4 separate regions of the Mus musculus genome follow, and all the other regions are linked to region 2. Evidence: chromatin contacts called from public Hi-C, Micro-C and promoter capture Hi-C data. All regions are on one chromosome and are shown on one strand. The core of a region is the stretch at or near the end of the contact, and the rest is flanking DNA. Distances in the headings are between cores, read along the strand shown.

What was found. Promoter capture Hi-C pulls out the DNA fragments that hold promoters and counts their contacts. A called contact is a pair of places that touch in the nucleus more often than the background predicts.
Region 1: a contact with region 2 is called in a Hi-C map of forebrain, with 2.5 times the contacts expected there. The contact joins the enhancer-like site here to the promoter of Adam23 in region 2. A contact is called at or near these places in 2 of 39 promoter capture datasets (the HPC-7 cell line and maxillary cranial neural crest), 6 of 484 Hi-C or Micro-C datasets (cerebral cortex, cortical neurons, embryonic stem cells and 2 more), 2 of 115 datasets of contacts at active chromatin or transcription factors (embryonic limb bud and embryonic stem cells) and 3 of 9 other capture datasets (adipose tissue, liver and pancreatic islet).
Region 3: a promoter capture Hi-C map of 3T3-L1-derived adipocytes shows a contact between it and region 2, with 2.9 times the contacts expected there. The contact joins the enhancer-like site here to the promoter of Adam23 in region 2. A contact is called at or near these places in 5 of 39 promoter capture datasets (the 3T3-L1 cell line, 3T3-L1-derived adipocytes, hippocampal neurons and 1 more), 7 of 484 Hi-C or Micro-C datasets (3T3-L1-derived adipocytes, adipose-derived mesenchymal stem cells, cerebellum and 3 more), 1 of 115 datasets of contacts at active chromatin or transcription factors (embryonic stem cells) and 3 of 9 other capture datasets (adipose tissue, liver and pancreatic islet).
Region 4: a contact with region 2 is called in a Micro-C map of brown adipocytes, with 1.9 times the contacts expected there. The contact joins the enhancer-like site here to the promoter of Adam23 in region 2. A contact is called at or near these places in 4 of 39 promoter capture datasets (the 3T3-L1 cell line, 3T3-L1-derived adipocytes and pre-B cells), 3 of 484 Hi-C or Micro-C datasets (brown adipocytes, nephron progenitors and tail fibroblasts), 3 of 115 datasets of contacts at active chromatin or transcription factors (all in embryonic stem cells) and 3 of 9 other capture datasets (adipose tissue, liver and pancreatic islet).

What each region holds. Positions count from the first base shown.
Region 1 is chr1:63,570,954-63,575,719 of GRCm38.p6, forward strand. It overlaps Adam23 (a disintegrin and metallopeptidase domain 23), which reads left to right. Exons shown (of 26, transcript NM_011780.3): 23 at 1-125; 24 at 1,934-2,045. Gm22281 (a small nuclear RNA gene) reads right to left here and starts at 4,637; the gene lies at 4,535-4,637. Within about 2 kb of position 1,483, at least 4 of the 459 cell types and tissues checked have an H3K27ac peak or open chromatin away from gene starts, as enhancers often do. A contact at or near this core is called in forebrain, where this site is marked.
Region 2 is chr1:63,442,119-63,447,351 of GRCm38.p6, forward strand. It overlaps Adam23 (a disintegrin and metallopeptidase domain 23), which reads left to right and starts at 3,773. Exons shown (of 26, transcript NM_011780.3): 1 at 3,773-4,294. The coding sequence starts at 4,093.
Region 3 is chr1:63,551,407-63,556,825 of GRCm38.p6, forward strand. It overlaps Adam23 (a disintegrin and metallopeptidase domain 23), which reads left to right. Exons shown (of 26, transcript NM_011780.3): 15 at 355-454; 16 at 3,749-3,820; 17 at 4,408-4,497. Among named protein-coding and RNA genes, the nearest start is that of Gm22281, 21 kb to the right of the region's middle. Within about 2 kb of position 1,820, at least 17 of the 459 cell types and tissues checked have an H3K27ac peak or open chromatin away from gene starts, as enhancers often do. A contact at or near this core is called in 3T3-L1-derived adipocytes, where this site is marked.
Region 4 is chr1:63,508,886-63,513,673 of GRCm38.p6, forward strand. All of the region lies in intron 3 of Adam23 (a disintegrin and metallopeptidase domain 23), which reads left to right. Among named protein-coding and RNA genes, the nearest start is that of Gm22281, 64 kb to the right of the region's middle. Within about 2 kb of position 2,731, at least 11 of the 459 cell types and tissues checked have an H3K27ac peak or open chromatin away from gene starts, as enhancers often do. A contact at or near this core is called in adipose tissue and brown adipocytes, where this site is marked.

The DNA.
Region 1 (4,766 bases), core at 233-2,732, 130 kb after region 2:
TTGAAGATGGGACTCCGTGTGGCCCCTCCATGATGTGCTTAGATCGGAAGTGCCTACAGATTCAAGCCCTGAATATGAGCAGCTGCCCACTTGACTCAAGGGGTAAAGTCTGCTCCGGCCACGGGGTAAGTAAGTAAACAGCAGTGTGATGGTTTGACCTTCATTGTCTGGGACCCTGGGTTCACAGTGATAACACAGTCAGACACGGACATTTCTTACTGAGACTGTGGCCAGTTTCTGTGCCCTGATTATCATCATATTCTGAGTGCCTTCATCTGCTAAAATAAACGTTTATAAATTAATTTGAATTATTTATGTGTATGGATCACCTTCTCCAGCTATAACTCGACATCAACACATAGAGACAGGCAGGTGACACAGAGGAGAGCAAGGTGACAGGACCAGGAAGCTTTTCTTCTGGTGATGCTTGGTTAAAGCACAAGCTCACAGGGAGGCCAGGTAGCCTGGTGTGCTGATCACTTTGCTTGTTGACATAAAAACATATATATATATATATATATATATATATATATATATATATATACACACACACACACACACACAACATAAGTAATTCCAGAGAGGAGGGGGTGGCTTGGCTCATGGTTCAAGGGACATAGTCCAGCATGCTGGGGATGGTGTGGCAGCCAGGAACTTATTCCTCCTATTTGTCAGAGCAGGAAGCAAAGGCACGGACCATGGGTGCTTAGCTAACTTCTTTTTTCTTCAGACTCAGACCCCATTCCATGGGGTGGCACTAGGGTCCCCATTCAGGTGGGGCCTTTCTCCTATAGCTGATCCTTCAGAAACACACTCAGATACACGCCCCCACCCCAAAGGTGTGCCTTACTCATGTCCTTCAGGTATTTATTAATCCCAAGAAGATGACATTGAAGTCAGCCATCCTATCTAGTGACTTAAGAACACGAATTCAGGGGCTAGAAAGAGTTTTGATTTAGATCCTGGCTCTGCTCAGTTATGTCTTAGTGACTCTGGGTGGGTACTTACCCTCTCTCAGCCCTTAGCTGATGATGGAGTGCGAAGTGAGGGAGAAGCTCGTCGTGATGTTAGAGGCAGAGGAACTTGACACATAATGAGTGTTCAGTACCGTTTCTATCCAAAATAAAATCACCAGGTAGACTTTTTAAGCATTTTAGTTGCTGCTCTAGAAATATGAGACATAAAAGCTCTGCTGTTTTCCCTTGTCCCATCTCATTTTTCACCATTTTTTAAAAGCAAAGTTCAGTCTTATTAGTCATAACCATATATTACAGTATCTTGGATTTAAAAGCGTTGGCATTTGATTTTATCATTTCTAATGATAAAAGGGTCTCGGCACCTTTCTTTCTAGTTTGCGGGGTGTTTTATTTGATTCATGTAAATTGCAAGCCTGTGCCATTTGCTGCCTGGTGGAGGGTGTCAGCCTGCTGACTGGGAAAGAGTGCCTCCAATAGATGGTGGGAGGGGTGAGGAGTGCTGTCCTGGCAGGCAAAGTGCCACCAGACGGTTGGGCATGGCGAGATCACGCAGCGTGTTAAGGACTGTGTCTCTTGGTCTTTTGTTTTGAGAATTGCCCCTGGAGCCTGCTCCCTCTTTTCTCTGGGATTGTTTTTTGAGTCCCATGTCTGATAACTTACTGTATTAAACATGTATATTTTCATAGCTGTTCCTAGAAACATTTGCTTCAGGGGGAAAAAATCTACTTTATTGGACATTTATATACCTAAATATGTCTAATACTGTGAATCATATCATTTTAAACAGTTTTTTTCACCTAAACATAATTTTTCATAATTACTGGAAATATATTCAATAATTTGACCCATGAACTTAGTCCTCAAAGCCATGGGAATGTTTGGGAAGCCTTCTAAGTGAGATTGTGCTTACTATCAGTGGTCCACATCGCTGTGTCTCTCTTCTTTCTCTGTCACAGGTGTGTAGCAACGAAGCCACCTGCATCTGTGATTTCACTTGGGCAGGCACAGACTGCAGCATCCGGGATCCAGTTCGGAACCCCAACCCCCCTAAGGATGAAGGCCCTAAGGGTTTGTATGATTCCGGTTTTAGATCACTGCAGATTATTCATCTCCCCTCTCCCACTGCAGCAGTAATCCACTTCCACAGCTTCAGAAGGAGGCACACAGGAATATATCCTTTTGCCACAGAGATGCGCCATCCTGTGTGTACCACACTTTCAGAAGCATATTAAAATGACCTCCTAGCTTGGAACTGCAGTAAGAAAAGTAAATATACTGGCTTCCTTTAAAACAGTTTCTTCTCTGCCCTTTAAACCTTAAACTTTCCCCCACTTTCCCAAAAGCCGATTATTTTATAATTCATCTAAGCCATTCCATTTTCAAATCGGTACAGTCTTTGGGGCTGACATGAGACTTTTATGGCTCCTCCATGTCACATTCTCTCCAGAGGAAAGTTGTAGTCTTTTATGCCCCGTTCTAACAAATTCTTTTGATTTGCTAAAAGAATCAGTTCTTCGGATAGCTTTAATTTTTCAAAGGGAATGTAAAAGGTCTGAAGCTTTATTCTAAGCAGCCGCTAAGAGAAGAGAGAGATTAGAATTTAGCATAATGAGTCTGTGGCAGTTCATAGTCACCATGTGATATTGAAAATGAGAATGCTCAGGCCCCGAGGTCAGGTGACATGCCCGTTACCCAGGCAACCAGAGGCCAAACTGGGAGCACGCTCAGTTTCTGTTGCATCATTTTACAGCACTGCCTATGTAAAAATGAATATGACAGTCATTTTCTCATTATTCTCCCCTCTCTCACCCCCTCATTTCATTCCCAAAGATCGTGAAAAGCTGTCAGTTACAATAGGCTTTATGTAGCATCTAAGTAGCAAGTTCCCAGAAAACAAACTATCGCTAGTGCCAATTCTGACATTTGACCATGGCATTGTACCTCAGATTCTTGTTTTAAATGGTGCTGCTAATAGTATCCTATAAATTAACTGCCATGATGTTTTCTTAAACACATACGACTAGCATCAAATTGATCAACCTTGCTTTGGATGAAACATTTAAACTCTGAACTTTAGTGTGGTCTGTATGGGATAGCATGATTCTCACAGCAGACAAAGCTCCCTAGACTACACAGTTCCTAAAGAGACGTAGCCTAGTTTGTATGCATGTGGGTTGTTCATGACAGTGAGCATGTTAAAACACACTTCATTCCTTTGCTTAATATGCCTGGGATATTAAAACTCTGTAAGAATAGTTATCACACCCTCACAATCTGTTTCTAAAAAGGAATCCACTCCACTCCTACACTCACTCAGTCTTTTGTTACTTTAAAACTAGAACAAAACATTCTCGGATCCACCTTCAGAAGTTAGATTTGGAGAGTTAGGCCCTGGCAAGAGAAATGAAGCCTCCTCGTCAAGCCCTCTGCATAGCACAGCCGTGGCTTTCAAAGATACCTCGGTGCTGTTTGCTTCTGTGACACACAGGCGTGCTTGTGCACTGAGCTTAATAACCTTCTCCTGCCTGTTAGGTGGGATGGGCCTCCATTAGCTATCAAGAAATGTCAATTCGGAGCCGTGAAGCAAACAGCGACACACTAGAGGAGAGAGCACTTACGGCTGTTTTTGGTTAGACTCGCTCTCATTTTATGAGGTGGCAATCTTCATTATAGATAAGAAAATATTCCCCCTTTTATGGTAATTCAAAGAATACGTGGTTTTTATTTTTAAAAAAAAAAGCATAAGGAAATACAAAAGGGCTGGAAAAGACAGCAAAAATTATCTATGGCTCCTCAGCTCAGAGGTGATCAGTGTGCACCTCAGGCTGCTCCTCTCTGGTCACAGTTTTCTTCTTTCTGCTCCTGCTGAAGGCAGCAAGTCCTAGGTGCAAGTTGGTTAGATAACTGCTAAAATCACCATGTGTTTCTGATAATTTTGACTAAGCAAAAATGTCGTTACTTCACATAAATGAGAAGCAGCTATTTTGTAAACAAATGTTTAGATAAATCAAGAAATTTTAGGACAGTTAAATAATAGCTCTGTTTTGGGGCTGGAGAGACAGCTCAGGGGTTAAGACCACTGGTTGTTCTCGTAGAGGACCTGGCTTCAGTTTCCAGCACCTATATTTCAACACTTGGGAGGCTCAAGCAGAGTAATTTTAAACTTAAGGCCAGCTTGGGCTACATAAGAATTCTAGACCAGGCTAGCTAGTGAGACTATCCCTAAAACAAAACAAAACAACAAATCCAAAACTGCCTATCTTTGTTTAATTGTACTCCCCTGGAATGGCAGAAAAATCTAAGAAGTGTAATGAAAATATTTCCTTTTAATACCACTTATTTTTATTTCATGCTGATCTCTCTACCAATCTTTTTTTTAAAAAATAATCTTATTTTTAATATTTTTTTACAGTCCAGTCATTATCCCCCTCCTGCTCTGCCCTCTGACAGTTTCTTATACCATTTCTCCTCCCCCTGTCTCCAAGAGGATGTCCCCACACCCCACAACTCCCCACACCCCGTCAGGCCTCCCCATTCCCTGGGGCCTCAAGTCTGTCAAAAATATGGAACACTTTATGAATTTGCATCTCATCCTTACACAGAGGCCTTGCTAATCTCTGTACCATTCCAGTTTTTAGTATATGTGCTGCTGAAGGGAGCTTGAAAATATTGCCCTTTTACTCATGAACTTGGCATAAGAGATAGATGGAGCCCGTCTACAGCCCTTCGGGGCAAGACCACACTGAGAGGCAAAGACTGCAGGTCCCTTTCTGTTGAGTTGAAGGTATC
Region 2 (5,233 bases), core at 2,523-5,022:
TTTCCAGCCTGCTTTCTCTCTGTTCTGCATTCTTTTTTTCTGATCTACTTTCTCTGGAGATCTCTAGACAGCTCTTTCTATGTTCGGCTTGAGACAGCTCTGTAGGTGGCTTTCTCTTGCCATTCTAAAAAACTCTCTGGATAGCTCACCACTTGCAGATCCTAAACCCAGTCTTTTATTTTACATATCAATCTAGTCATTTACTTCAAGTTTCCTTTTGATTATCCTAAGAATCAGCATCAGTTGGCCCCAGCCCCTTAATTCTTAGGAAACAGGAAGCACACATTTCTTTTAACACTGCAAAAGAATTCAGAGATCTGCCAGCCTCAGTTAAACAGTGAGGAGACCTAGCTAGATGGGACCCTGCCCTGAAATTACCACTTCTACCACACCCTGGCCGGGACAACAGTGTGTCCCAGGCTGACTTTGAACTCAGGAATCTGCCTGCCTTTGTATCTTTCTGGCAAGCTGGCTCATAGTGTAGCTACCTCTGTTCCTTTAGATTCCCGAAGCCCCTCATAATTCATATTGCATCCTTATATTTTGCATAGTTGAAAAATTATATATTTTCGAACTCATGTTTTTAGAGTTCTTTTCCCCAGCCTTAAGGGCTGTCCTGAAGGTCCCAGCGTTTACCATTTTGCTGAGAGATTAGCCACACCTTTGCCTCCTGGGCTCTTGCAGTCTCTGATTATCATGGAGTCATTAACGTTAACAGGGAGGATATTCCTCCAAGGAAAAATGTAAAGTATATACATTACTAAACAAACAAGCCTTATGCCCAGGACAGTCTACACTCTTGGAGGCCCACATCTGATGGCCCTATCCCAGGGGCAGGAACTGTGTCATTCTGTCCCCACCATGCCTGACTCAGCACAAATAGTTTTTCTTGTTGTTGTTGTTTTGTTTTGTTTTTAATCTACCTTGTATTCTATTTTGTTCTCTTTTTTTCTTCTTTCTTTCTTTCTTTCTTTCTTTCTTTCTTTCTTTCTTTCTTTCTTTCTTTTTTTTTTGTTTTTTGTTTTTGTTTTTTTTTTCGAGACAGGGTTTCTCTGTGTAGCCCTGGCTATCCTGGAACTCACTCCGTAGACCAGGCTGGCCTCAAACTCAGAAATCTGCCTGCCTCTGCCTCTCAAGTGCTGGGATTAAAGGCATGTGCCTCCACGCCCAGCTTCCTTCCTTCCTTCCTTCCTTCCTTCCTTCCTTCCTTCCTTCCTTCCTTCTTTCTTTCTTTCTTTCTTTCTTTCTTTCTTTCTTTCTTTCTTTCTTTCTTTCTTCCTTCCTTCCTTCCTTCCTTCCTTCTCTCCCTCCCTCCCTCCCTCCCTCCCTCCTTCCCTCCCTCCCTCCCTCCCTCCCTCCCTCCCTCCCCCCTCCCTCCCTCCTCTCTCTCTCTCTCTCTCTCTCTCTCTTTCTTTCTTTCTTTCTTTCTTTCTTTCTTTATGTTACAAGACTCTATTACTGGCTGGAATTTGCCAAGTTAGCTAAACTCTGTCTGAGGTCTACCTGACTACACCTTTTCATCATTGGATTACATTATTATCTTTGTTCCTGGCTTTTTAAATACAGGTCCTAAGGATTTAACTCATTTGTCCTTTTGATTACATGATGAACACATTGTTAGGTTCAATATATGTATTGACTCTCTGTCTAGTCAACACTTTCTTTTTTTTTTTTCTTTTTCTTTTTCTTTTCTTGGATATTTTCTTTATTTACATTTCAAATGTTTTTCCCTTTCCAGGTCTTCCCTTCAGAAACCCCCTATCTCCCTCCCCCTGCCTCTATGAGGGTGCTCCCTCACCCACCCAATGCCATCCTCCCACCTCCCCTACATCCACCTTCTCATTCCCCTACACTGGGGCATCAAGCATCCTCAGGCTCGAGGGCCTCTCCTCCCACTGATGTCCAACAAGACCATCCTCTGCCACATATGTGGCCAGCGCCATGGGTCGCTCCATATAGTTGTCTTTTGACATCCTCATGTGCCATAGCAGACATTCATGTGTGCTTGAGTGCAAGTGCATGTACACACACACACACACACACACACACACACACACACACAGAGGGTGGGGAAGAAAGAGAGAGAGAGACAGACAGACGGACAGAGACAGACAGAGAGACAAACACACAGAGAGAGATAGTTTTTTGTGTGATGCTGGAATGGAGTGCTCAGGGCCTTTACATGATAGGTAAACACTACACCCCCAGCACCTGTTTTTGCCATGTTTTGATAGGGAAAAATGATTTGCATATGGAGAGCCAAGGATAGCAAGTAGGAAAGTCACTAACCTCATGCACTACGAGGTCTCCGTACCCCCTTTTCAGGATGTATATTATAGACAATCTCCTGGCTTACTCATTGGCCATGTATTATCCAAGAGATTTCCCTGGTCCTTAGATAGCATGTTAGGACCTAGCGTTACAATGTGAATGAAAACTGTTGCTGCTCGCATAGAGAGTGTGTGTGTGTGTGTGTGCATGCGAACGAACATTGGTTAATTAATTAAATCCATGTGTCCAATAAATACTCATGCTCAAATGTGGAAAGAAGAGATTAAAATTAATATCTGACACCTCAACCGCTCTGCAGTGTGAGATCTGCATGCAGGCCTGTCATCTTTGTCTGTCTCCAGAAGTTCGTTCCGTGAAGCTCGGGTACAGAAGGTGGCTAACAGCCTTGACTGTTATTTTAATCACACACTTCTAGAACCTTCCCAGCCCTTTCCAAGTAGATATCCTTAGCTCTATTTTAAATATCAATAATGGAGTTAGACACCATTGTTATTACTCAGACCAGTCTTGGGAGAGTGGATAAGTTACTGTTGGTGTTACCAGAGTCCAGTGATAGAAATGGGCCTCAAATTTTAATTAGGAACCACCAGAATTAGTAGCGGCTGCTAACCCACCCAAACCAGGGAACTGACAGCACTGAGCGAAAATACCCCCTTTCTCTGCACAAGATACGACTGGATCTCAAAAATAGAAGTGTGTTCTCAGAAATGCCTGCGCACCCCCAAGGCTGGTTGACAAACGATAGATTTCCTAAGATAGCTGCACGGTTGCTTTCTAATCTCTGTATTTCTTCTATTCCAGAATATGGCCCGTCACACTTTCTGAATTTAGCTCTCTTCAAAGCCCTATGGGCACGAGGAGGGAGGACCCACGACCCTGCAAGGGGATCCCAGTGGCTCAGTGCCCACAGACGCCAGCCTGCGGATGCACCACAGTGCTTCCCACTGTCATCCCACTCGCTGCTATGAGGAGCACAGCTATTTTTACCTCCCTGGCTGCAGCCCTTTATTTGAAGGAAGGAAATAAATAAAGGTTTGAGAAGGAAAATGCATAGTCTCAGTTTTCCTTGCGCTGGAGAGTTGGTATAGGAGTGGGTGTTGAGGATGGGTCGCTTTTCTTGGCAAGTTGTTGCCAGATCAGGCTTGCCCCAGGCCTGGAAACCCTTGCACTTTCCTCTTGGGGTCATCCCTGACTGCAAACTTCTTTCTCCCCTACCTCTGGTCTTTGGAGGTGCCACCAACTATTTTGATGCTGCCTGGGATGCTGCATCACTCTGCCCCCCCCCCCCCCCAGGGCTCCCACAGTCGAGCATGCGCAGCGCGGCCCATGCAGGCTACAGCATCAGCATCTGCAAGAGCATCAGCATCCGCACCCGAAACCCCGTTCGGGCGCGCTCCCGGAGGGTGGGGTGCAGTACCGCGCTGCGCGTCCCCGAGTCTCGCGCCCGCGCCGCGCGTGCCCGTGCCGCTCGCTCCTGCGCGCGCCTCCTCAGCATCCTTAGGCCCGGCAGCAACCCCCGCAGTCACTGGTGCGGCCGCGCCCGCCACTGGGAGGGTGCAGCCACTGGAGGAGGCTCCAAGTTGGTGGAGCGGCGGGGACCCCTCTCTGCGGGCCGCTCCCGGAAAGGCGGAAAGAGCAGAGGACGGCGCGCCGCCGTCCCCGAGACCCCAGCCCCTGACCCCTGCCCGCGGCCGCAGCATGCGCGCCCAGCCGGCGTGACCGGCTCCGCCCGCAGCCGCCCCGCAGCCCAGCCCGGCTCTCTCGCGGGTCACTCGGACCGGCGCCCGGGAGCGATGAGCCATGAAGCCGCCCGGCAGCATCTCCCGGCGGCCGACCCTGACGGGTTGCAGCCTTCCCGGCGCCTCCTGCGGCCCCGGCCGCTGCCCCGCCGGCCCGGTGCCGGCCCGCGCGCCGCCCTGCCGCCTGCTCCTCGTCCTTCTCCTGCTACCTGCGCTCGCCACCTCATCCCGGCCCCGTGCCCGGGGGGCCGCTGCGCCCAGCGGTGGGTATGGCCGGTGCCCTTTGCGTTGCCTTCCCCGCGGGGCCCTGGGGAGGAGAGAGAAGGGCACGCAGGTGCGTGTAACCCGGACGAGTGGGTCCCCAGCCTGGCCTTCGAGCGCCTCCCTGTCCACCTCTCCACCCTTGTCCGTCCCAAGCCCAGGTTCATGCTGGTTCACTTTTGGAAGTCCGTTTCTGTTGCATTCACTAAAGACCCATTCCAGTGACTGTGGGTTCCACCCAGAGGTATTTGGTGGCTCCTGAGTCCTTTAGCGCTCTCTATGTAACTTCCAGTGACAGGAAGATGCAGTGAGCTAGCAAGTTGCTTTTTGCCTTGGGGAACCTTCATATGAATGCGGAGGGGTGGGGGGCATGCAATAATAGTGACAAATGCTTGATCCCTCAAATTCCCCACCAGGTTTAGTCCCTACTGTTGGAATTAAGGTGAGAGAGGCATAATTTGGGGACCAGAGAATGAAAGTCTCCAAGACACTCTTTGCGCATGACCTTTGGCTGTGTTTTCCCAAAATGCTTGTCATAATGAGCAATCAGAATAATACAATGTTGAGCACACTGGTGATTGGAAGTCACTGAAAGCAGAAAGCTGGCCTTGGCAGTAAAAAAGAAAGAATTTGGAAAGTTGCCAGCAACTATAGCCCTTTATGGCAAAACAGTTTTTTTTCTCATCTCAAAGTTAGAAAGAAATAGAAATCATTCATATATGTATGTATATATGTGTGTGTGTATATACATATATATATACACACACACACATATATATATTTCTACATTCACACACACATAATACACATAAACACACACACACACACACACACACACACACACACACACAAATATATTTGAAAGTATCACTTTACATTCAGTGTCCATGAATTCAGGACCCAAGTTTTGTCTGGAGTGTTCTTGGCTCTCAGATGAGGTG
Region 3 (5,419 bases), core at 570-3,069, 110 kb after region 2:
GAGGTTGCCTCTATTGAGACACAGTAAATAAAAATAATCAAGCTTTAAAACCTAGTCTTGATTTAAGATTTTGTAGCAAACCTTTTAAACGATGGGTTTCGAGACAGACCAGGCAGGGGGTCGGTAGCTTGGGAGTGACCAATCTCCTAGTCTGTGAAGGTTTTCATTTTCCTTTCTCCTATAGACTCCACCCCGTAGATGTAGCAGCTTGTACCCAAGCATCTTACCAAATATTTGTGCTGATCCATCTACATCCAGGATGAACTTTCAGTGGTTTTTAATTTTCTTCTCTGATGATGGCTTTTGTGAATTTTTTTTTTTTTTTTTTACATAATTGGTTCCTTGTTTCTTCAGGGTGTCCCACTCTCGAAAGTTCTCAAAGTGCAGCATTTTGGAGTACAGAGACTTTTTACAGAGAGGTGGCGGAGCATGTCTTTTCAATAGGCCAACTAAGGTTAGTGACTTGATTTTCCAATAGTAAGGATATGGCAAACATCAGAGACTGTTCTCAGAAAGCAAGTCTCATGTCACACAGTTCACTACATTGCTACAAGCTCCCTTCCTCAGCTTCCCAGACACTGCAAGTTCAGGTAGGAGCCACTAAACCCAACTGATAGATGCTCAGTTATAGAGAGCCGCTGCATGCTCAAGAGACCAAATTGAGTGTCAGTGTTCAGTGCTCGCTTGCAGTTCCCTAAAACGCAAAATTCTACAGAATTTCATGTTGGTGTTTTCATTTTTCTGCTAAGACATAGGGAGTCAGAATGGAAAGAACTTTTCCTTGGATCACTTCTTTGCTAAGTCTCATTTAACCTTGGCATTCCTTCTGGAGACTTAGTTTTCTCCTCCCGAAAGTTTCTCCTACCATCCAGCTCCAACTCCTCCACTCTCTGGGGTGATCTGGTCCCAGGCAGAAAGCATTACTGATGTCAGCCAAGCAAAAAGTGGTCTTGGTCTAACATTTGCAAGTTCTATAAATACCTCAAGTATTTCTACTACATAGTTCCCTTCCTCTGGAAGCCCACGCTGGCAATGGCGTTTCATAAGAGTATGTATAAACAAAATTGCAATTCCTCAAGCACAAACTTAAAGAAAATTATACATTTCCAGAAGAGATTTTTAGGAGTTTTCAGAAAACACATTTGACAGTAAAATTAAATTTTGAAAATCTTCTTTTGGCCCTCATGATATAAATATTTATTTCTTGCTGTAAGAAGCATGAAATTGTTTGATTATAAGATATGCTCCAGTTCCCTTGACATAGAACACAACCAATCATCACACTTTCCTAAAGTTCAGCAAAGGCAGCATTCTCCAGCTGACAGGCTAACGCTTTTGCAGAAGGCGCTGTGTTTTTATAGGAGCATGTTTGGAAATGAAGCAGGCCAGCAGTTGAAAAGACAGAACTGGCATTATTAGCAGATGGTATTGGAATTTGACCATGGGAAAAAATTCACTTTTCTTTTAGAATAACACCTCACATGTCAGATAGAGTTCATTTGTATAGAGAATGTTCGATACTCTGCAAATTTAAAGAGTGGCAATATTGTGTTGACCTTGTCTTTAAAAAAAAATCAGTCACCAAGGCAAACAACGGATAGACTGATTTATTTCATACTCACAAGTGAGTGATACAGCTAGTGTCGGAATGACTGCTTGGAACCTGACATCCCTGAGAAATCTCAGTAAAGCCAAAGCGCTGTAAATCTCAAGAGAACTGAGACGTTAAAAGTGACTGTGCACCATTAAAATAGGCTGCTCGGTCTTTCCTGGCAGTGACCTCTGGGCATAGAAACCAGAAGTCTTGAAGGCATCTGAAATGAGTGAGCTGTGTAATGAAGAACTCCTGTGAACTGCTGGCAGTTTTGAATTACATGGAGCACGGCTAGTGTTACCTTGCCCTGCAACTGGCAGCCAGTTGTAAGCACTGTGCTTCAGGAGACAGCTCTAGCTTGTTTGGAGAGGTTAAGGTCTCTGGAATATACACTTCTCAGATTACCTGTAAACAGGAAGAAAATTATCCTGGTAACTTGGGAATTTCACACCAAAAAACTATGTTTACATATTCAATCTCAGAAGTTAGATACAGGACAATTTCTCCTTTTAAACTACAAATTACAATGATCAAAAAAGAAGGCTTCATGAATTCCAGTAGAGTAGCTTGTATGTATATAACTAATTTTTTATCCCCAGTGTTCTTAGTCAATGAATATATGCATAGGCAAGTGTTGCTTGTTATTTTCCATTGATATGCATATTTTCTCTGCTTCAGAAATCTTCCCAGTTGCTGTGATTTACATCTGTTTTGAGATAGTGACCAAACTCAGGAAGGGGAAAGAACCCAAGAACTAAAGCCTGGTACCAAGTGTTGGCCATCTTTCTACTGCCCTGCCTTTTTCTGCATTCTCTTGCCTGCCAGTCAAAGGAGCATGGAGATTAATTAGCACTACTGACTCCCACCCAACTCGGCTAGAACATTTCCTTACTTCTTATAATAGTTCTTTCCTGGAAGTAGTAGAAGCAAGTCTTTCTTGTGTAGACTCAGTGGTAGATGACTGTTGCCCATAGTGTATGTGGCTACTGGAGGCAAGCTTTTTCTCTGAAGTTCATGGCTCTGAGCATCTGTGTTGAGGTGTGCTATTCCAGACTCTCTCCTTATACCCCACACACCCAGAAGTGATAATCATTCCAGGAAAGTCCTGTCCCAGCCAATAGGATATAGACACTTTTGATGTGAGTAAGCAACTTTCTCATCGATCCATCTATAGTATTATTATCCAGAAACAAGTTCATGGCACCATGAGGGGGGGATATTCTAGAAACTTCTTCTGCTATGAGTGCAGCAATGACTGAGAGATTTCTATTGATTCACATGGCTATACATTAACTTAACATACTTAGTTTTTTTCTTTATGAGTATTAAGAGATTGGGTATTTGCATATAGTTAATTTATTGAAATTCCTAAGTTATTGAATTAATTTTCTTTCTACTCACAGATAATTCAAGGAATGCAATGGTGGGACTTTGTGCCAGACAATGCAGATTTCTTTCCAATGAGTGGGATAGATTTGAGTCTCTGACAACATTGTTCTAAGCTTATTGGCATTTCCTTAGTTGTACATCACACATTTGGTTTTGACTAAACATATTTATCTTTCTGACAGTTTGGATGTCTTCTTGGCTGCCTTTAGTCAAGTCAGCAAATTAGATATCTATGAGTCTTATTACTAATACATTTTAGCTCCATTAGAAAACATGGGAAGCGATCTATTTTTCTTGACAGCTTAACTCCATAGTCAATCTAATGCTGGAAGGTTGTCTCTCAAGACCCCACCAAGGAAATCCCCAGAGATACCACATCCTTTCTAAGATGATTTTAAAGAGTGTTATTAATAAGCAAATAGTAGATCACTTATTATATGATGACTCATCAGTTAAGAGAACTTGCTGTTCTTTCGGAATAGTGGAGTTTGGCTCCCTGCACTGACACTAGGCAGCTTATAACTATTTGTAGCTGTAGTTCCAAGCAATCCAATGTTACTTTCTGACCTCTCCAACTACCCACGTGTGTGTGTGTGTGTGTGCATATACTTACATAGGTACACACAGAACACACAAGTAAAAATGAATATAAAGTAATAATCACAGAAGATTCATATGATACAGCCATGTATATGGCCAGCTTGATGTATAGGTTTTCTGCAATAAATTCAAATGCTTTTCTCTGCATTCTCCATTCTCTTTCAGCTGTTTGAGCCCACGGAATGTGGAAATGGATATGTGGAGGCCGGGGAGGAATGCGACTGTGGTTTCCATGTGGTAGGTATAAGAGACTGTCTCTACTTTTAGCTCAGTTCATCCTCCAAGCTAAGAAGAACAACAGCGGAGAACAGACATGTTATCCTTCATTGTGGGGTCACTGCCTTCTTTTTTTTTCCTGATTGCTATGATCAATGCTTTGTCCCAGCTCAGACACATAAGAATTTGTCATGTTGTTGTTGCAGCCGTGTCTGAAAAGCTTAATGGATTGTTCTAATCAAATTCCTGACCTTTAAAAAGTTAATTCAGAGCTCATATCCATCTCAGGCACCTTGTACAGAATCATGAGCATTTCCCATGCCGCATTTATTTTTTTTCCTTTATGAGATAAAACCTGGGTATTAAGAACATGGTATAGTTACAGAGGCTTGTGTGGGGGTGCCTGTTAATGAATAATCATACTCTTGGGAGATCACTCTGCTGAGAAACATGGCAGGAGTCTGTCATCATTTGAAGTGATTGGTTTCTCTAAAATGTTAGTGTACTGATTATAGAACTCTTGTCATCTGATGCATAAACTGCACATGGAGGGAATACTGATGGGCAGTGGTATGTTCCTGGTTTACTCAATGGAGTGTTTTCTCTAGGAATGCTATGGAGTTTGCTGTAAGAAGTGTTCGCTCTCCAATGGGGCCCACTGCAGTGACGGCCCCTGCTGTAACAACACCTCATGTCTTGTGAGTCCCCTGGAAGTTTCATGTTTCTTTTCATTCCTTGACAAGTTAGCCAGCCGTGTCAGGATGTCTGTTGAGCTTTTGAGTGTCTTGATACACATTTATGCATGTTAGCTCAGTGATACTGGTAATTTTATTGAACTTTTGTGGACCACAGCATGTGTCTATTCACTGTCTACTTTCTCATCCTCCCAGGCCTCCTCAAGAGGGTGTACCCACACCTACAGCCTCCAAACTAGACAAGTTACCCTGTTAACACAGACAAACAGATTAAATCATAGGACAAAAGAGGAAAAATTCTGTTGGTCTTTAAATTGAACAACCTATTTCCAACATTCATTTTTTAAAACTTACCCTAATTTGTTTTAGACACGTAGTATAAAAACTAGAACTTATATCTCCCACTTGGCTTTTTGAATCTCATAATGTCAAGAAAGCGAGGTGAGGCAGTACTTACATTGTCACATGTGTGCATGTGTGTATGTGTGTGCTTGCATGTGGGGTGTGTGTGTGTCTGTGTGTGTGTGTGTGTGTGTGTGTATGTGTGTGTGTGTAGTTTTTCACCTTCAGTAACTGACAGTTCTTTTCCAAAAGTTATTACCCCTTTATCTCATATGTTAGATCTATGACATTTCAAGTCGCTATAAAAACTACATGATTTTATTGCTTTTTTTTTCAGTACCAAGGGAGGTTCTACATCATGATATTATAAGAGATTTCAGCTTAATTTGTGCTTGCCTCATATTACATACCAAATGATAAATTGCTTGAGGCTAATGAGACTTCATATTTTGCCCATCCTTTGCCAGACAAACCAAATGTTTTGTTCATCACAGGCAGCCATGGATGCCTCTGAAGTTGATTTATATGAATTCATTGTAATTTTGTTGTATGTATTTATCTAAAGCACGATTAATATTCAAAC
Region 4 (4,788 bases), core at 1,481-3,980, 66 kb after region 2:
CAAATGAGTGAAGGAGAGCTTCAGCTCCAGGGTCTCATATATGGATAGACCTTTTCCTAGCGTGTGTGCTGGTTTCTTGCAGCTCTGTCCCGCTGCTAACATTAATTACTTTGCTGATGGCTCTAATTGACCCAGTAAAGGAGCTTCTCTATGTTCTGCCTGCCCCAGGTCCTAAAGACCTTGGATTCTCTGTGGACACAGGAAGTAACGCTTGCTTTCAGCTTTTATAAATAGCTTTCCAAATTCAGGTTCTTATCCATTCCTTTGCAAGGTCCAAGCCCTTGCTTAATTTAAACCTGTGTATTGTCCCACGCCTGCCTTTAAAACACCCCACCCTCTCCTGCATGCTCAGGAGCAGGTGGCCAACACAGAACGGATCCTAGATTTCTTTTGTTGTTCGTGTGTATATGTGTTGGCTCTGTTTGATTTTCAAGGGAGAGAAAGAATGAATATGACATTGTGTGCATGGATCTGGGAAGAGTTGGAGGAGAGGAAATAGTATGACCAAAATACACTGTATGCAAAATTCAAAAACTAATTTAAAAAGTTTTGTTTGCTAATGTTTTAGCTACCTGAATACAAAATGGTATTTTCGGAAATTGTTTAGTTTTCACTTTGTAGTTTTACTAGGATTAGCATAATTAAATTGATAGATAATATACCCATAATTGACAGATAATGCACTTTACCACAAAATTACATGCATCATACTTTTTTGGCCCCCAAAATAAAACTTCTACTTTGGTGTCTCATTAGATAGGTAGTCTGGGTCAGGTGTGGAGTACTCGGCGTAAATTCTAGCACTCAGGAGGCAGAAGCAAGCAGCTGTCTGTGAGTTCCAGGCCAGTGAGGGCTACATAGTGAAACCCTATCTCAAAAGAAGAAAAGGAAAGAAAGGTCACCAAGCATCAGTGAAGAAAGTTTTGGTAAGCAAAAGAAAGGAAGGGAAATGATGGGAATTTCTGCAAGAAGTAAGCGCTGGTGATGACATTTTGGAAGACAGCTCCTTGTAAGCCTTTCTACTTTGAAGGGGGGCATATAAACAGCCCAAAGGTTTTCACACTGGTTCTTTTCTTTGATTATGTGATAATTTCCCCAAGTGACTGTAAAATAGCACACAACAAACACCTCATATCTGTGTGAGTGTGTGCGTGTGAATGTGAATATGCATGAGTGTAGGTGTGAGTATGGCTGGTAGTGGATATATGTGAATGTGCGTGGCTATATATATGGTCAGTGTGAGTGTGCATGACCGAGTGTGAGTGTGAATGTGAGGGACTGTGAGTGTATATGAGTGTGAGTATGGGTGTGAATATGAGTGGGGATGTGTGGGACTGTGGATGTATGTGAGTGTGTGTGTGTGATGCATATATGTATGCGTAGATGGGTGTGAGAAAAAGCAAGGTCTGCTTTTACCTTGTTTCTTTTCTTCATCAAATCCTCAGAGTCAGAGTGCCTGGATTAGCGGGAACACACTGCAGGCTTTGACATCCTTTGCCAAATGGCTCTCTGGAGTGTTAGTTTTCTAACAACCTTGCCAGCACTTCCTACTACCATTCATTTTTATTTTCTAAAGAGATTGAGTAAATGTCCTCTTATGTTAGTTTAATTTTCAAGTCTTTCATTGCTATTATAGTTGTGCATTTGTATATGATTGATCGCTCTTGGCATTTCGTGTTCAGTTTTTTTTTTTTTATGAATTGCTCCTTGAATATTTGATTTTGATTTTGTGGGTGCCTTTTGTCTACTTTTCTCTTGTTCTTGGTTCTTTTTTAAGACCTAACATGAAGGCGAGTACTTGTTTTGCAAGTATTTTTTTTTAATCCATTTGTTTTGAACTGTTGGTTGCTTTAACAAAGTATCTCAATTTTTGTAGTTATTTTTTATAGTTTTATCTATGCTTTTGGGTTTAAGGTCATATATTCAAAGACCTCCCTTCAGTGTTTACCTGGATTTCTATACTCAGCTCATGACTCTTGTGATGGTTTGTATATGCTCAGCTCAGGGAATGGCACTTTTAGAGGGTGTGTCCCTGTTGGAATAAGTGTGGCCTTGGAGTAAGTGTATCACTGTGGGTGTGGCCTTTAAGACCCCCATCCTAGCTCCCTGACCATGCCTGCCTGGATGTTGCCATGTTGTTACTTTAATGATAATGAACTGAACTTCTGAATCTGTAAGCCAGCCCCAATTAAATGTTGTCCTTATAAGAGTTGCCTGGTCATAGTGTCTGTTCACAGCAGTAAAACCCTAAGACATCTCTACTTTAAACACACAATCTTAATAAATAGAGTCTTGGTTTGCTGTAGGGGGTGGGATGGCTGTCCATTTTCCCCAATATTAGTCACATGACTGAAATATGTGGATTCTTTATTCCTTTTCTTTCTGAACTTGTTTCCTGTCTTATGACCTCCTGATGGCTTTCAGTTTTCCACTCTTTGTAGATTTCAATTTTATTCTTAACCCTAGGATGCGCTTGTCTGAACTCGAGACTTTTCTAATGTTCTTCTGTGCCTTTTGGGCTGAAGACCAGGCCCCTGTTCTTCATCTTAGTTCTTGCAATGCTGACACAAAGTCCTGCTTTTGTTATTTTATTTGAGAAAATGACATACATTTTTCTTTAAGATGAACGTTAGAGTCATTTGTCATGTTAAAAAAAAAACCCTTGAGATTTTGTTTGGAATTGCACTAACATTCAAGTAGGTCGAGGGTGGTGGATAGTGTTACAACACGGCCTGTTCCCATGGGGAATCAGGGAATTGCTTCATTCAGTCATGACTTGTCTTATGGTTTATTTTATTTTTTAAACTAAGGATTTGCTGTTAACTTCATGTGTGTTTTTCTTCATATTTATTTATACTTGCTTATTCTAGTGTATTTAAGTATTAACATTTGTATGTGGGATATATATATATATATATATATGTATGTATCATTTGATATCATTCTGGAAAATGTCTCCCATATTATCTCTAGATGGTTTTTTGCTGGCTTATATAAATATGTGCTTCATATTCATCTTGTAACAAACACCTTATTTAACTCTTAACTATTTCTGATAGTTTTTTCCCCCCATTGGCTTGTTTGTTATTCCTTCAGCCATTCCTCTCATTCCTCTGGAATATGGCATGAATGAAGTGCCAGTTTAAAAACAGGTTGAAAGTAAAAGAAGCAGGGAGTTCTCTCCCTAAGACTCGGAGGAGCTGCTTCTTCTGGATGGAATGCTACCAGTCAGCCTCTTGGAGACACTGCTAGCCATAGATTTAAGTGTTCCCTGTGCTCTGCAGCTCCTCCACAGCAGGGGTTGCATCATGCTGGTTGGGTCAAGCCCACGGAGTGGGGGTTCTTTCCCTTTCCACTATACACCTAAGCCTCAGGTTCTCCATCTAACTCTTCCTTCTTTCTTCTCTGCACTATGAATCCACACTCCCAAGTTTCTTGTTCTCCTTATTCATCTTATTCAAAATGGTATTATGGCCTACAGACTCCTCAACTGAGACCTAAGGAGCACCTGTGCTGTGGAATTTCCAATTCCACATGTCCTTTAGAAAGTCATCAAGTCTCTTTTGTAACACTACAGTGTCTCAAGCCCTTCCCCTTTCCATTCACTTTGCTAGGATGGTTCTCTGCCTGCAACTCTGTCTGCATGAACTGTGGCCACACTCTAGCCTGCCATCTTTGCCTTACTTCACACAAAGCCTCTATCCAACCTGTAATTCTTTTTACCTACCTCATGTATCTGCTCCAGTCTTCAATCCCAGCCTCACCACACCGCTATCTTTTTACCCAGTGACAACCCTTATTTTATTGTTTATACTCAAAGGATTATACTTTGCCCTACACACTTGAGAAAAATAGCAATTGATAAACCATTTCACTTCTAAGTCTAAAAAAAGGAACAAGCCAAAAGCAATAGAAGGGCACAAGCATAATTGTAGGTAACAAGCTATAATTGTATGAATGTCTTGACCTAAGTGTCTGTGATTGTCTTCATTTCTACTTAAGAAAGTAATCATTTGATAAATTAAAAATATCACAAGTTGGGGTGGGAGATATCTTGACAGGTACAGTTCTTGACATATAAGCATAAGGACCTGACTTCAATCCCTAGAACCTGTGTAAAAAACTGTCCAAATGGTGGCACATGCTGCAGGAAGTGGGGACCAGAGGATTAGCCAGCCTAGCTTCAGTTAGTGAACCCCAGAGCCCAATAAAATAAGGTGGAGGGCTCTTGAGGAAAGAATGAGATTGACCTCTGGACTCCCTCTCTGTCTCTTTTTCATACACACACATACATGCACATCATATATACATATATGTATGTATATGTATACATATCTACATGTACGTATACATGTATGTAATGAGACTAAAGAGAAGCTTCTGTAAACAGAGGGATCAGGCATAGTGTCTGTAAAATTCAGGATCCGCCTGGTGACCAGCAGTAGCTGTCATGAACTAATTCGTTAAATGAACTAAAAGCTCCAAGGACTGGTGGGAATCGGGGGAAAGAGAGTTCTTAGAGGATTCTGTCAGAGGTCATTTGGGTGAGCATGAATACATGTTTAAGTATAGACACTGTCTTAATTGCCTTTCTGTCCTTGTGACAAACCACCATGACCAAGGCAGCTTAGAAAAAAAGTTTTTAACTGGGATTACCGTGTCAGAAGGTAAGGGTTCATGATGGGGGTGGAGTAGTTACAGCAATAGCTCAGAGTTTACATCTTGGTCTGCAAGTCGGAGTGCAGGGAAGGAGACGAAGCTCATATGTACATGTATCTCCTGAAACCT